Regions from separate parts of the Mus musculus genome. Here regions 2, 3, 4 and 5 are each linked to region 1. Evidence: chromatin contacts called from public Hi-C and HiChIP or PLAC-seq data. All regions are on one chromosome and are shown on one strand. The core of a region is the stretch at or near the end of the contact, and the rest is flanking DNA. Distances in the headings are between cores, read along the strand shown.

Region 1 (2,551 bases), core at 38-2,537:
GCAGCATATTGAGATCTGTCAAAAATTCCAAAGAAGGCCAGAGACATGGATCTCTACATAAAGACACTGGCCACCGATTCCTAAGATCTGAGTTCAAACCAGAAATTCATTTGGTGAAATATGAGAATCAACTCCTGCACATTGTCACCCACCCCATATCTCTCTCTGTCTCTCTGTCTCTGTCTCTGTCTCTGTCTCTCTGTCTCTCTGTCTCTCTCTGTCTGTCTGTCTCTCTCTCTCTCTCTCACACACACACACACAAACACACACACCATATACAAACAAATAATTTTTTTTAAAAAGAAACTTATTGTAATCTGGTCTCTACACCTCTAGGACTCTGTAATGCTTCCTTGTAAGAAAACTTTGAGGTTCCAGAATTTGGAAGATATCTTTTAAACATTAGCTAAAATATATTTTCATGGGTTTTTTTGTCACTGGATTTAAAAAAAAACAAAAACAAAACAAAACAGGAAAACGTTAGACAAACATGATAGTGTCTTGTGTTCCAGACAGACTTTCTGGAAAGTTGTGACTTTCACAAATCTAAAACAACAGCAACGAGGAAAAAAAAATAGTAACAATTTCTAGTCTCAAGCCAGGCTCCCTTAGTCAGCTGTCTATTTTTCTTGCCACCCAGATACTAAAGCGTTTGGCACCCGTGGGATCTTAGTATTTGGATCTGGAAGGGAAGCTCTCCCACCCTGGTTTTATCTGTAGACTGGATAAAGGTTTGGGATTTAGCAATAGGCTCTGCAAGCTCAGCTTGTGAAAATCACATTCTTTATCAACTCCCCAGATGGTTTAGATCATTAAAAACACAACAAAACAAAACAAAAGCCCTTCAGAGTGTACACTGTGAAGATATTCTCTAATTTCCAAGAAAAATAAATATATGTGGAATTTCTCACAGATTTCTCACACTTTCTCAGTACACAGCCTGAACCGCTGTGGTGAGTGGGAACTTAAAGCCACCGGGTTTGGTTTTTTTTTTTTTTTTTTTTTTTTTTTTTTTTTTTTAAACTGCAAAGCCTTGTGCTGAATACTTAACTTCCAGCAGCTCCTTTGCCTTTCCAGCTTGTCCGTCAGCCTCCGACTCTCAGTCAGTATTTATCTCTTGGGGGCTTAGCTTTAAACTGAAAAGTGTATGTCTTTATTCAGTGAATTTGGGGCAACGGCCTCTCAGTAAGCAACAAAAACAAAAAGGCTGTTTCAAGTCGAAGAGACTTCAAGAAAGCACCCCACCATCTGCCAAGGCCTGAGAAGGGCGCTGTGGGCCAACCACTCTTTACTGAACAGAAGAAACAGTCCCATCCTTTACATGTTCCGCACATCCTGGATCAAAATATAATGATCCCAGCAAAGAGATGGAGTAAAATGGATGCACCCACAATCAAGGGGTGCATCTATTAGAGGGCCCGACCACTGCTTAGTCGGCCTCATTGACTCTGATGTGGAAGTAAAACTGGGGGGCAGACGAAAGTGGGGCTGGAGGGAGAAGGGGGTCTTTCTAAGCGGGCATGCACCAGTGGGTAATGGCTGGCATTTGCAGAGCTGCATGGCAGGGGAGCTTTCAGCGGTTTGCCACTGCCAGCTGATGTCTCTGGCAACATCAGTGCCAAGAAGCCAAAAATGAAGCAGGTGCAGGGGCAGAGGAACTGAGTGCGGGGGGACGAGAGGGGGGTTTCAGAACAGAACTTCTGTTGTTAAAAAATTGCTTGCCTTCATTATAACCGAAACAATGGTTCACTTTGACTCCGGTAACATTTTCAGTCCGCTGGAGTCCTGCACACACACTTAAGACAAGCCTCTTACATTTATGCACAGGACTAAGAGACTGTTTTGTTTGTCACTTTCCAAAGCTGTGGATTGTCTGTGAGCCTGCTGAAGTCCTCTGAGAGCAGCTTTCCTTGCAAAGCCAGGAGCGTCTGCTTTGGAAAGTACCCCTTCCTCCCCTCCCTCTCAGAGTGCCCCCTCTTCAGAAACTCCCACTTCTACAGAACCAGGGCCTGGGAACAGGGGGCTGCTCCTGAACTCTGGGCACATCTTTGCCGGGCACTGTGGCCAGCCAGCTCAGCACACTCAACACCTAGATGCTGCTTTCTGATGAGAAAACAGAAGGACACAGTGTTGCTCGCAATTTACATTTCTCTCAAAAGCTCTGTGTGCCAGCAACATTATTCCCCAAGCCCCGGCACAAATGACAGCAGGGAAAAGACAATGGGTGAGCAAACTGGAAAAGGACTAGTGGTTCAGAATCAGGGACCAACAGAGGGCAGGAAGGAAGGCGTGCCACCCGCACATTAAAACTCCAGGATAAAGCCCTGAGCCATCTGCTGCCTGTTGCCCTGGCTCTACCGCTCCTGGCGTGGACATCAGTGGCCACCTCCCATGCTGCAGAATGCTAAAGCCCTGTCTCACTAAGATAGGACAAAACCTGACTGCAATAGGCTTCCTGCCCCTACCCGGAGAAGCTCAGAGCCTGAGAAAAGGGTGATATGGATGATCTGTTGGGTGAAAATGCACTTGGAGCTTTTTTATAGATACCAAT
Region 2 (2,551 bases), core at 37-2,536, 890 kb before region 1:
CGTCATGTCCCTCATATTTGGTCTGCCTGTGTGGTCTATTAGAGGTTGTTCAAACAACATAATACAGCTACCTACATAACTGTAGTTGAGTGACTGATTAAAGATCCAGAGCTACACACACTTCATTACTACCAGCTGTAACCAAATGTTCTTTCTCTCTCGCTTTCTGCAGTACAACGGAGCAGAGCTAGCCCATTGGGTCCCATGGTCAACGTGTCTTATTGAAGAGACTTTATAGTCATAGACAATTTTTGTTTCTTTTTCAGTCAGTTTTCAGAAACAAAAATCTACATTTACTTTTCTAACCAAGTCACACATTGAACAACCCCAAGTAAACTATATATATATATATATATATATATATATATATATTCTTGTTTTACAATCATTCTCCAGTTATGAAGACTATATTTTAAACTTATTTTTCCACGATTAAAGCTCACCAATTCATAGGAAATGATTTGCTAAAACAGGATCTGACAAGCTAGAGCTCACTTTTAAGAAGCAGTGCTGAGGCAAAAAGCTTGTTGCACAGGTGCCCTGAGGATGCCCTGAGGCCCGGTGCTGAGCTGCAGCAAGAGAGGCAGTTGGCTTTGCAAAGAGCTAGCAAATACCCAACTGTTGGGCTTCAGTCTCAAGGATAAGGGCAGGGAGACATAAAGCGTGGGCCATTTCTCCCTTAGCACCTCAGCCACAAGAACCACAGTCTAAAAAATCCTAACAGAACCCCTACCCTACCTCTGCTAACTGGTACTGGTAACTCAGTGGCTGACAGTCAGTGGGAGACTTGGGCAGGTTGGTCTTCAGGAAGGGAAATTCTAACAAAAGCAGACTCTGAAAGAAACTGTAAAGAGACCTGGGGTTAGCCCCACCTCTGTCACTTCCACGGCTTGGCTTCCAGCGTGACCTCTTTCTGGTTTTGCTCATCAGCAAACTGGGGACAGTTTTAGAGTTAGACATGGTGCTGTGTAGTTGGCAAGGGTGTTCTCTCTTGCCTTCCTCCCCCTCCCAGGGAACTCTTTGTTCTGTGTGGTTTGTGTCGACTTCCCAGACCTCAAAAGCTGACAACCCCTCAACAAAAGGCCTACCCTGGACTCGGCCACTTTGATTGGCGGCAGTTCTACGACACTCTTGTCTCTGTCATTTAACTGCATGACAAGAGCGGTTTTTTTGTTTGTCTGTTTGTTTGTTTTGTTTTTTTCCCCAAATTCTGAGAACACTAGCTGGCCTGGGAGGCCCCTTTCTTATTAACCAAAATAAAAACAAATTGCCACTAGATGGCACTGCTTGTTGTTGGTCAGAGACAAGGAACTCCTTTCTGTTCTGGGCAGGGAGGGGCCAATTTCACACATTACATCAAGATCTGAGAATCAAACAGACCCCACCTAGGAGCTGGGGAAATTACCTCCACAGGTTGTCTTTATCCAGAGGTGATTTTAAAGGAATATATTGTGTTTGGATGTCAATGTTCAAAGGCTCCAAGGCAGAAAATTCCATTTCAAAAGAAAGTGTGATTAATGAAGCCACATAAATCCTGCCGAGCCGGAGCCATGGCAGGGATCACACCACACAAATCAGACAGCTGGGAGCCTCTCTCACTTTCTCCTGTTCCCATTTCTACGTCGTCACTGCATCCCTTGCTTCCTCTTTTCTTCTTTGTCATTTTGTGAACACACGGATCACCAAATCCAAAACAGGAGGGATTTTGACCGGAACTCATGGCTGCAGCTGCCTTCAAGCTGGGGCCTGGTCATTTGTGCTTTCTGCTTTTCCCAAGAATTCCAAAGGCCGACAGAGGCAGTAACAACCACAGCCTCACTAACTGCCTGCCAAACCTGAGGCAAGTCTGGATCTTTACATAGCCCACTCTTACACAGAGACAAGACTGAACTGAAGGATACTGTAGCTCTATACTAGAAGGGTTTTAGATGAGGTCTTGGGGTATTTTAGTGTACCTCACTAGGAACTTTACCCCCAAATTTCCTTGAGACAATGATGTTTCTGCCTCTTCAGAATCCTGTGCTTTTATAGCTGCTACCTGTGGCCCATGCTCTCTCAGATTTTTCCATCCAGGTACACAGCCTTCTCTCTCTCTCTCTCTCTCTCTCTCTCTCTCTCTCTCACACACACACACACACACACACACACACACACATAGTTCACACATTTCTGCCTTACTTGCTGTACTTAGAGTCCCCTCAGTGCACTAGAGTCATAGTCTCCTCTAGTCTTTGGCATCTGCTTCCAAGAATGAATCCAGTTCCCAGAGTGACCGTGACAGAAGGTTACCATGCTATCTAGAGTAAGGGCCATGGTCAGTCTAGTTGTCAAACATTCGAGCCCTAGGGCAGATGCTCTATTTAAACAACAAGTTACTTGATGGGTGCCCATCATAGACAAATACCTTGGTCTCGTCTCACCTCTCTTTGTCTACATACATGATATGACTGGCAAATATACCCTACGGAAGGGATGTGTAGACAACCTGAGCAAGTAAAGCAACCGTACAGAGGGCAGAGTGAATGCAAACACTCACTATGCTCACTACGAT
Region 3 (2,551 bases), core at 18-2,517, 810 kb before region 1:
GAGAGCCCACCCGCAAGTGTGCGCTCGAAAAGTTTGTAAGAGTTTTTGCCAAGGCACCCGAGAGGTCCGGGAAGCCCAAAACTCTGGCTGGTGACCCAGCATGGAAAGATGTAAACAGAGAAGGGAAGTGTCAGGAAGGACGGGGAGACAAGCTACTTGCGGGCAGATCAAGCGAATATTGCCAGGATGATTAACTGCGGGTGGGGAACCTGCGGTGCGCAAAACAGATCGGAGACATCTTCTAGTTCCGTGGCTCAATCTCCTCCACCATTCCTGTGCGATGAAGTCTCACTAATAATTTCTCTCCATTCCACGTAGTCCTATAGTCTTCACTGTAAAAAGGAGCGCTCTCAACAATTTAAGGCTTATCCGCTTTCTTCCCCCCAGTTTCCTAATATCTATTCCCATTTCGTTTGCAGCCAAATAAATAGTGACCGTGGGGGATAAAAAAACGCATGGCCTTAGAAAACTAAATGCGCCGCGTTCCCCAAGTTGCTTATCTCCTCTGATCCTCTGATGAGACCCTTGGTACGGCAATTCCAAATATTGGTGCTCCCCAAGCTCAGTGGGGTTCGCTGCCAAAAAAAAAAAAAAGCCACACACATACAAACAAAAACAAAAATAAACAACTAGCAACCCGCATCAGAAACTCTCAATGGAAAAGCCTGAGCCCCAGGTGCCTCCAGCAGCTTCCCGCAGTTTGGCTGCCTGGAAGCCTGGAAAATGTGCGCCAGAGCCGGGCTGCGCCCAGCACTTTCCAAGTGAAACTTCAGTCCCAATGGTCTTTCCCACAGGTTCTAGGACACATGAGCCTGCCTGTCCCCAGCTTCTAAAAATCCTCCCCACGGGCTCATCAGGTCCTGGTAAGTGAACTGCTCTTCGGCGGCTGCTGGATTAAGAATGTGTGTCTGCTCCTTGAGGCAATGACTTTCTTCCAGCAAAGTGGCCTAGAAGCTGCCGGTAGCCCCCAGGCTGTGGCAGGAGAGCATCCGTCGCCTGCTCCTCGGAGAAGTTGAGTGAATTTCCGCATAGGGAGAAACGTTAAGGGTTGGAGTGTACCGTGGGGGGCGGGAGCATAGCAAGTTGCCCCCGGCTCTTTGTTTTTGAGAGTCCCCTCGCGCTCTGGTCTCAAGAATCTTCCACACTGCTTCATAGTGAATCATAGAGAATCGCGCCGAGATTCGGCTGCATGGGGCTGTCTTTAGCTTCTGCAGACCGAGGCCGAGGAGCTAGTGCAGTTCCCGGGCATCGCCAGACTCTGTTACTACTGCCGCTCGCCCTTCGGCTGAAGTCCCTTCTCTGAACACCCCCAGAACAGTTCCAGCTCTCCCCAAAACTGTGTAAGGAGAGGAGGATCAGATTTATAGACTGCAGTGTACCCCAACAGGTAGTTTCACCTGGCCTGGTTTAAATATTAAAGTCTGGGCCTTGCGTGGGCATCGCGAAACTGGCCCAAGACACAGACTTTTAGTCGGGGACGAAAACGGCGATGTGCGAGTTACTTAAGATAATCATGTTTTCTCTTCAGTCTTCAACTTATCCCCAAACATCGAAAGAGCTGATCCGTTAGGAACGAGGCTCAGCGAGCCTAAATAGCTGGCTTCCAGCTGCAAGCCCACAGGCAATTTGATTTACCTCCCACCCCCAGAGAGTTACTAAAGAACCCTACTCCCGCTTTAGAGAGATGGGTTCCTTTGGGAAGATCCTTCCTCAAAATGCCCTAGCCTTGGACAAGGAGGGTGAGCTGCGCTGGCTTGGAACAGAATTGCAGTCCCGGTTCTGTTGGTGCGCTGAACAGTGAGGGAGAGCGATGTGCCAGGGCGAGCATGGAACCCGCGAGCCTCGCGTGCACTGCGATTCATGACTCCTTATGGAAGCTCAGGGAGAAGTTGGTGGCCCGCTTGTACAATCTGGGGCCAGCATAGTCCTCTTCTCCAGGGAGTGCTAGCCGAAATTCTTCCCCTGGGGCCATTGATGCACGTGGTGCGCAATGACCCGACGCAAAGTCAGGAAACCGCTAGCAATGGCCCAAAGATTCCCGCGTGTGCCACCCTCGAAGGGTGGAGGAGACCGGGGACTGGGCCCCTCGGGAGGGACGATCTAAAACTGTCTTGGGAGACAGGCTTTCCCCTGCTCCTTCTCTGAGCCCTTGCTTAGTGGTACCTTTTGCCATCTCAGCCAGGAATCCTGGTCTTACCCTACCTCTCTCTTTAGGAACCAGTTCAGGCTCCCCACTGTCACCAGCCCCTACGTCAAGAGCTGTGGGCAGATGTGACCTTGGGCTCTTTGATTTTTAAGGGTATCAAGGTCTGGCCCTGTTTCCAGTGTTCCAAAAAATCTCTCTCTCCCTTCTTCCCAGCTTCACATCCTATCTAGAGACTGTGGCAAATTCAAAGCCTCTGTCACTGGACAAGCTATCTAAACTTGCAGTTTTCTGGTACCTTGACCCCTTAAAGTTGGCCTCAGCTAGCTCTGACAGGGAGAGTAAAGTAGCCACCCTTACCCCCTTCTCCTATTCTCCTCTCACCCACCAGCCACCTTCACCTTTCCC
Region 4 (2,551 bases), core at 22-2,521, 670 kb before region 1:
AGGATATGGTCAGTGACAACTATGGAGGGAAACGGCACATGTACAACCAGCCCTAACACAGTGTTAAAGCCTTATATTAGAATGGGAGGGAAGTGATGTGGACCCTGCAGGGTGGTCTCATTAGGTGGATGCAAAAAGAGGGCCAGGAAGAATATACCAGATGAAGGGAATCAAGCACTTTAAAGATGAAATTGGAGTTTGTCTGACGTCAGAGTAAGGACATTTCAGTAATGAAAGCCATATGGGTACAGAGCATGGAGACCTGCAATTAGCAAAACAAGGGGGAGGAGCCTTAGAAGGTAAGAGCTGGGCCAACACCTGGAAGTAGGGCTTTGAGGTGAGGGGTTTCCAGCAAGTCTTTCTGGTTCATCTGGTTCGCTGAAATGGGAGAGAGTGGGCAAAAGGTCCTGCTGGAATAAGGACAATAAGGACTTTGTCATTCAAATGAGAGCAGGGTTAGCTATAGAGGATTGGGAATCGCAGACAATGAGTAGTAGAATTTAGCAAAGTGGAGCTGGTTGAGTTTGCCCTGGGGTTACAGGCAGGAAGGAACCAGGAGGTGGGCCTCATGGAAGGATTTTCTTAGGCAGTGATAGTACCAAAGGGTCCCACAGTAGAGAAAGAGCCATCCACTTTAGAGAGAGGCACCACAAAACTTCTCTTACATAGACAATGGAACTGGTCCCCAAAGACAAAAGGATGGACCTTTGATGGTTCCAGATATATGGAGTCTGAAGTCAGTTAGGACACCCTGTGGCTGATGGGACAAGCGGTGGTGGTGGTCAGGCATCCCTGGGCTCTGATGCCGGGTGGAAGATTAATTTTGATCCTTCCTTATGAGGTGGAGCTCAGGTAGTGTTTGAATATTCCCTTTTTATTTTGCTTCTCAGTGTTACTTCAGAACAGCGTCAAGCATACTAGGTCCTCATTTATTTTTTTATATTAACTTTTTTTTTTTGAGGGAGAAAATTCTTCAAGGATGAAAGTTCTGTGGGATGTTTCTTTTTCCAGTTTGAGAGAGAGAGAGAGAGAGAGAGAGAGAGAGAGAGAGAGAGAGGTGTTTGCAATATCTTTTCAATTTAATTTTATTATTTGCTGTTGTGTTTAAAGAAGCAGAAGCTACTCTGAAATTTAGGTGTGAATTTTGGAGAAGACATGAACAGTTTCATAAAAAAATGAAACAAAATGTGCCCAACCACTGAGTGCACCCCGGGGAGTAAACCCTGCCCTCAGGTCCCTGATTCACCCTGTTAGTAGCAGCCAGTGAGGCTCAGTTTACTGGCACAGCCTCCTCTGCCCTTCCTCTCCGTGTGAGTCCCAACCTTAGCAGGCAAAGGCTCAGAAGCCTTGGGATGAAGCTACATCATCCCACAGTTGAGCCAGCTAATGCCTAAGTACAAACAGTAGCCGGCAGTAAGTGGGTGTGGCCCTGCAGCTTCCTGGAGTGTCTTACAGGGGTTTGTCTTTGTTTGTAGATGTCTGGGTCCTGCAAATGGACTCCCGTCTTTGTTCAGTATGCAACTTTGACTACGTAATTTTCTTTGAGTTAAAAAAATAAACCAGTGGAAGGCTTGCTAGTTAAAGATCACACACACACACACACACACACACACACACACACACAGCCTTCAGAAGCAAATGTTTGTGGGCATAACCAGACTCCACAACATTTTTTTCTTTAAACTCTCTTTAGCCCTTGTCATCTTAAGATGTGCCTTATGCCTTACCACTTCCCTGGGAAATACGACTCACAGGAGCAAATTACGTTTCTGAGAGAGTCCAGGAGGATCCTAGTTAAGTAGATTAGGGTCTGGCATTCCTTTTAGCTTCATCAGTCATTTACAGCAGAGGATGGACACTGTAGCCGTCTGCGACTTGCCAATTAGCTGGGCTTTCCCCGCTGTTTCTGGTTTGGCAGGGATGAGGTGGTTCACCCTGCTGCACTGCTGCCTGCCAAGGACACATGGCCAGCTCCCTGCTTCCTGTCTTCCTCTTTGTGTCCTGGCCTTGCCTTCCAGACAGCTGCCAGGTTATGGTTGCCAAAAACCTTCCTTCCTTCAGAAAGGTCAAGTAACCTCAAATCACCTTTGCCAATATTTGTGTTTTCTTTTTAATCCTTCTGTGCTCAAGTTGGAGAAAACTGTAGCACTGAGTGGAACTTAGGGTCACCTCGGATCTCTTGGATCTGAACCTGAAGCATCCCTGAGCCAGTCCGGATGGTGCTTCTAGTACAGTTCTGTTCACAGCTCTGTGAAGTGCGATCGAGTTCAGGAGGGTTCAGTGTGGATCTGAGTGCTGCTGCTTTTTAGGATTCTCAGTTCACTTGTGATCTTTGGCCAAAGCCTGATGCATTGCATGGCAGGAAGAGAAGAATGTGGAGATAGGTTTTGGCTAAAGGCTTACTTTTTTTTTTTTCTTCAAAGAACTTGATAGTTGCAAACCTGTCTTTGCTTTCCTGTTTGGTGTCTGTGAATAAGAGTTAGCAGCCTGTCCATGGCCTGGGGACAGCGAGTGAATTAGCAGGAGCTTGCAGGATGGAAGTACCACTTCC
Region 5 (2,551 bases), core at 19-2,518, 540 kb before region 1:
AGGGGTGGGGTGCAGGGAGCTGACTGAAGACTCTTTGTGTTTGTTACCTGATTCAGGGGATTCTGAAGGTAAAATACTGGTCTCTTTTAGGTTCTTGCCCAAGGATCTAAGTAAGGGACTTGATTGGATAGGAAGGATGAGTCTTCGAGAAGTTCAAGTTCAAAGGAGCTACAGTTGCTGGAAGATTCCCCTTCCGGTAGAGGTCGATTGTATTACTTAAGTAACTGCTCCTCGGTCTAATCTCAAAACAACTATACCTGGCCTGAGAAATATCACAGGGGATTAGTAAAATACAAAGGACACAAAAGAGACCCCATCTCACACAGAGGAGAGGCAAGGGTTGACACCCAAAGCTGTCTTCCGAACTTTACACGCATCTGCCATGTTACATGCCCCCATACACATACTTGAATGTGGTAACCGAATGAACTGAGTGAATGAATGACTAAATAAAATAGCTGCGATTCATTGTGTTTTTGAGACAAGATCTCTGTATGTTAGACTGGCTTTGAACTCAGTTTTCTTCCCTTCATCTTCAAAAGTGCTAGGATTACAGGTGGGTACCACGATGCCCTGGCTTTAGTTACCAGTTATCAGGGATCTATTAATTGTGAGTGTCTCTACTAAGTGATACATACATACATATATATATATATATATATATATGTATATATATATATATAATCATATACATATGCATGTACATCATATACACACACATACACATGCATATCTCTGATCTTCCTGCAGGACCTGGACAATAGGTCCTTGTTTTTCCATTTTAGAAACATGGTGATTAAGACTCCATACAGTAATTAACCCTTCATACTCAGGAGGATAGTTTTATGATTCAAATTTAAACCCATGTATAAAGCATTTACAAAGATTTCACCTATCTGGTGATCTGTTATGTCTTGGGAGTCTTTCCCTCTACATAAAACATAACTGAATTTTTCCCTGGAAATGATACCCCCCCCCCAAATAAGAGCAGCCCGTGCTGTGACATCTTGGACATGGTATATATTTTTTTCTTCACAAGGAAGCCATTTGCAACGAGCATTTACAATCTTCTTTTGCTGACAGTAAAGGCATGTTGGGCTAGTTTGCACTGGTTTTAATCTGTTGCACTTCATTTTGAGCTAAACATGACCATTGGCATGAAAGAGTTAAAAAGGAAATCTTCAGGCTAAGCAGTGAAGGTTGACTCTGGCTGCTGCAGAGGCATATCTGATGGAGGGAGCCAGGCAGGAAGCAGTCCTGGGAAAGGAATCCTGAATAATGGGGGTGGCTTCCTGAACTTGTAGGCTTTTTCCTCCACCAAGATTCAGAGAACTTTATAAAACACCATTTCCCAGCAGCCTGTGTGGGACCTTTGCAGAGAGAATTCACAGACAACTTCACCTCAGGAGAAGAAATTTCTCCAAAGAATCCTGGATCATGTGGATTTACAAATCAGCAAACAGAAACTGTGAGAGGAAGCCTCAGAAGTTGAGAGTGCAAAGGCCGAGAACCTTGCGTTTGGTTGGCAGTCCCAGTTTGAAGGAAGGATGAGTCCAGTCTGCGACTCCCACAACATCAAGGTCATTTAAAGGACAATGCCACTTAATCAAGAATCTAAAAGCAGCAGCTGAGACCAGAAACAGCGCTGCCTGCTCTAGACTCAGCTGTATGCTAGCAAGGTGTTTTCTTCAGATGTGTTCATTTGTATGTGTATGTGGGTAAAATCCTAGCACCAAGAATTCATGAATCTAATCACTGGAATTAGAACTGTATAGGAAAGTCAAAACAGTCAAAACATCCCACGTGTGTGGTCTTACTTGCCTCCTGCCGTTCTCTGACTCAAGTATATTTCACGTGGCTATCTTGATTTGTTGACGACGTTGATAAACTGATTGCAAAGGTAAATGGGAAGGATAAAGATGTTGATGGTATACAGTTTCATGAATGTGATCTCAGAGAACCTCAGTGATGGCAGGTAAGCATCGAGCAGCCTTAGAGTCGCCATCTCTTCCGTTTATTCCAGGGAAATACATTGTCAGTTAAGATCTTGTGGTGTGAAGAATCCAATGTTTATTTACAGATCTCCTCCCCACTCATATTTTAAAGCCCCATATCTCAGGGTGATGCGATCAGGCATGCCACCTTTTTGGAGGAAGTCAGGTTTAGATGAAGTCGTGAGGGAGACGCCCTCAGGACGGTATTAATGCCCCGAAAGGAAGAGAGAAGAGAGCAGAGCTCATTTTCTGTCATTTGAGGACATAACAAAAAGGTGATTATGTCTCTTTCAAGGAAAGGCTGCTCATCAGACACTGATCCCGCTGACTTCTTGACCTCAGCCTTGCAGTCTGCAGAAAGACAAGAAATACATTCCTGTGGTTAAAGCCACCCAGACTAAAGTATTTTGTTATGGTAGCCCAAGTAACACATATTCAATGGTCTGAAGTTCCTTTGATTTTTATTTCCTATGTATACTTGGGAAAATGTTCACACATACTCCATATCCCTTTATTCAGAACACTATTTAGGGAACTGAGACATTAAATCATATCCT

What was found. A called contact is a pair of places that touch in the nucleus more often than the background predicts. HiChIP or PLAC-seq counts read pairs in DNA pulled down with a chosen protein or histone mark.
Region 2: a Hi-C map of cerebellum shows a contact between it and region 1, with 2.2 times the contacts expected there. The contact joins two enhancer-like sites. A contact is called at or near these places in 3 of 484 Hi-C or Micro-C datasets (the HL-1 cell line, cerebellar granule neurons and cerebellum) and 2 of 115 datasets of contacts at active chromatin or transcription factors (embryonic basal ganglia and stem cell-derived neural progenitor cells).
Region 3: a contact with region 1 is called in an H3K27ac HiChIP or PLAC-seq map of heart atrium, with 24 times the contacts expected there. The contact joins two enhancer-like sites. A contact is called at or near these places in 1 of 15 datasets of contacts at CTCF or cohesin (the NIH/3T3 cell line), 3 of 484 Hi-C or Micro-C datasets (cerebellar granule neurons and cerebellum), 9 of 115 datasets of contacts at active chromatin or transcription factors (craniofacial prominence, embryonic forebrain, embryonic hindbrain and 6 more) and 1 of 9 other capture datasets (embryonic stem cells).
Region 4: a Hi-C map of cerebellum shows a contact between it and region 1, with 1.8 times the contacts expected there. The contact joins two enhancer-like sites. A contact is called at or near these places in 2 of 484 Hi-C or Micro-C datasets (both in cerebellum) and 3 of 115 datasets of contacts at active chromatin or transcription factors (astrocytes, kidney and stem cell-derived neural progenitor cells).
Region 5: a contact with region 1 is called in an H3K27ac HiChIP or PLAC-seq map of heart atrium, with 8 times the contacts expected there. The contact joins two enhancer-like sites. A contact is called at or near these places in 3 of 115 datasets of contacts at active chromatin or transcription factors (astrocytes, heart atrium and stem cell-derived neural progenitor cells).

The regions. Positions count from the first base shown.
Region 1 is chr4:81,726,642-81,729,192 of GRCm38.p6, reverse strand. No RefSeq gene overlaps it. Among named protein-coding and RNA genes, the nearest start is that of Gm11412, 16 kb to the left of the region's middle. Within about 2 kb of position 1,287, at least 59 of the 459 cell types and tissues checked have an H3K27ac peak or open chromatin away from gene starts, as enhancers often do. A contact at or near this core is called in cerebellar granule neurons, cerebellum, heart atrium and 1 more, where this site is marked.
Region 2 is chr4:82,613,101-82,615,651 of GRCm38.p6, reverse strand. No RefSeq gene overlaps it. Among named protein-coding and RNA genes, the nearest start is that of n-THgtg10, 5.3 kb to the left of the region's middle. Within about 2 kb of position 1,286, at least 47 of the 459 cell types and tissues checked have an H3K27ac peak or open chromatin away from gene starts, as enhancers often do. A contact at or near this core is called in cerebellum, where this site is marked.
Region 3 is chr4:82,536,112-82,538,662 of GRCm38.p6, reverse strand. The region is part of intron 1 of Gm11266 (predicted gene 11266); the gene reads right to left. Among named protein-coding and RNA genes, the nearest start is that of Gm11266, 29 kb to the right of the region's middle. Within about 2 kb of position 1,267, at least 60 of the 459 cell types and tissues checked have an H3K27ac peak or open chromatin away from gene starts, as enhancers often do. A contact at or near this core is called in cerebellar granule neurons, cerebellum and heart atrium, where this site is marked.
Region 4 is chr4:82,399,566-82,402,116 of GRCm38.p6, reverse strand. All of the region lies in intron 2 of Nfib (nuclear factor I/B), which reads left to right. Among named protein-coding and RNA genes, the nearest start is that of Nfib, 100 kb to the left of the region's middle. Within about 2 kb of position 1,271, at least 153 of the 459 cell types and tissues checked have an H3K27ac peak or open chromatin away from gene starts, as enhancers often do. A contact at or near this core is called in cerebellum and stem cell-derived neural progenitor cells, where this site is marked.
Region 5 is chr4:82,265,163-82,267,713 of GRCm38.p6, reverse strand. No RefSeq gene overlaps it. Among named protein-coding and RNA genes, the nearest start is that of Gm11264, 200 kb to the right of the region's middle. Within about 2 kb of position 1,268, at least 20 of the 459 cell types and tissues checked have an H3K27ac peak or open chromatin away from gene starts, as enhancers often do. A contact at or near this core is called in heart atrium, where this site is marked.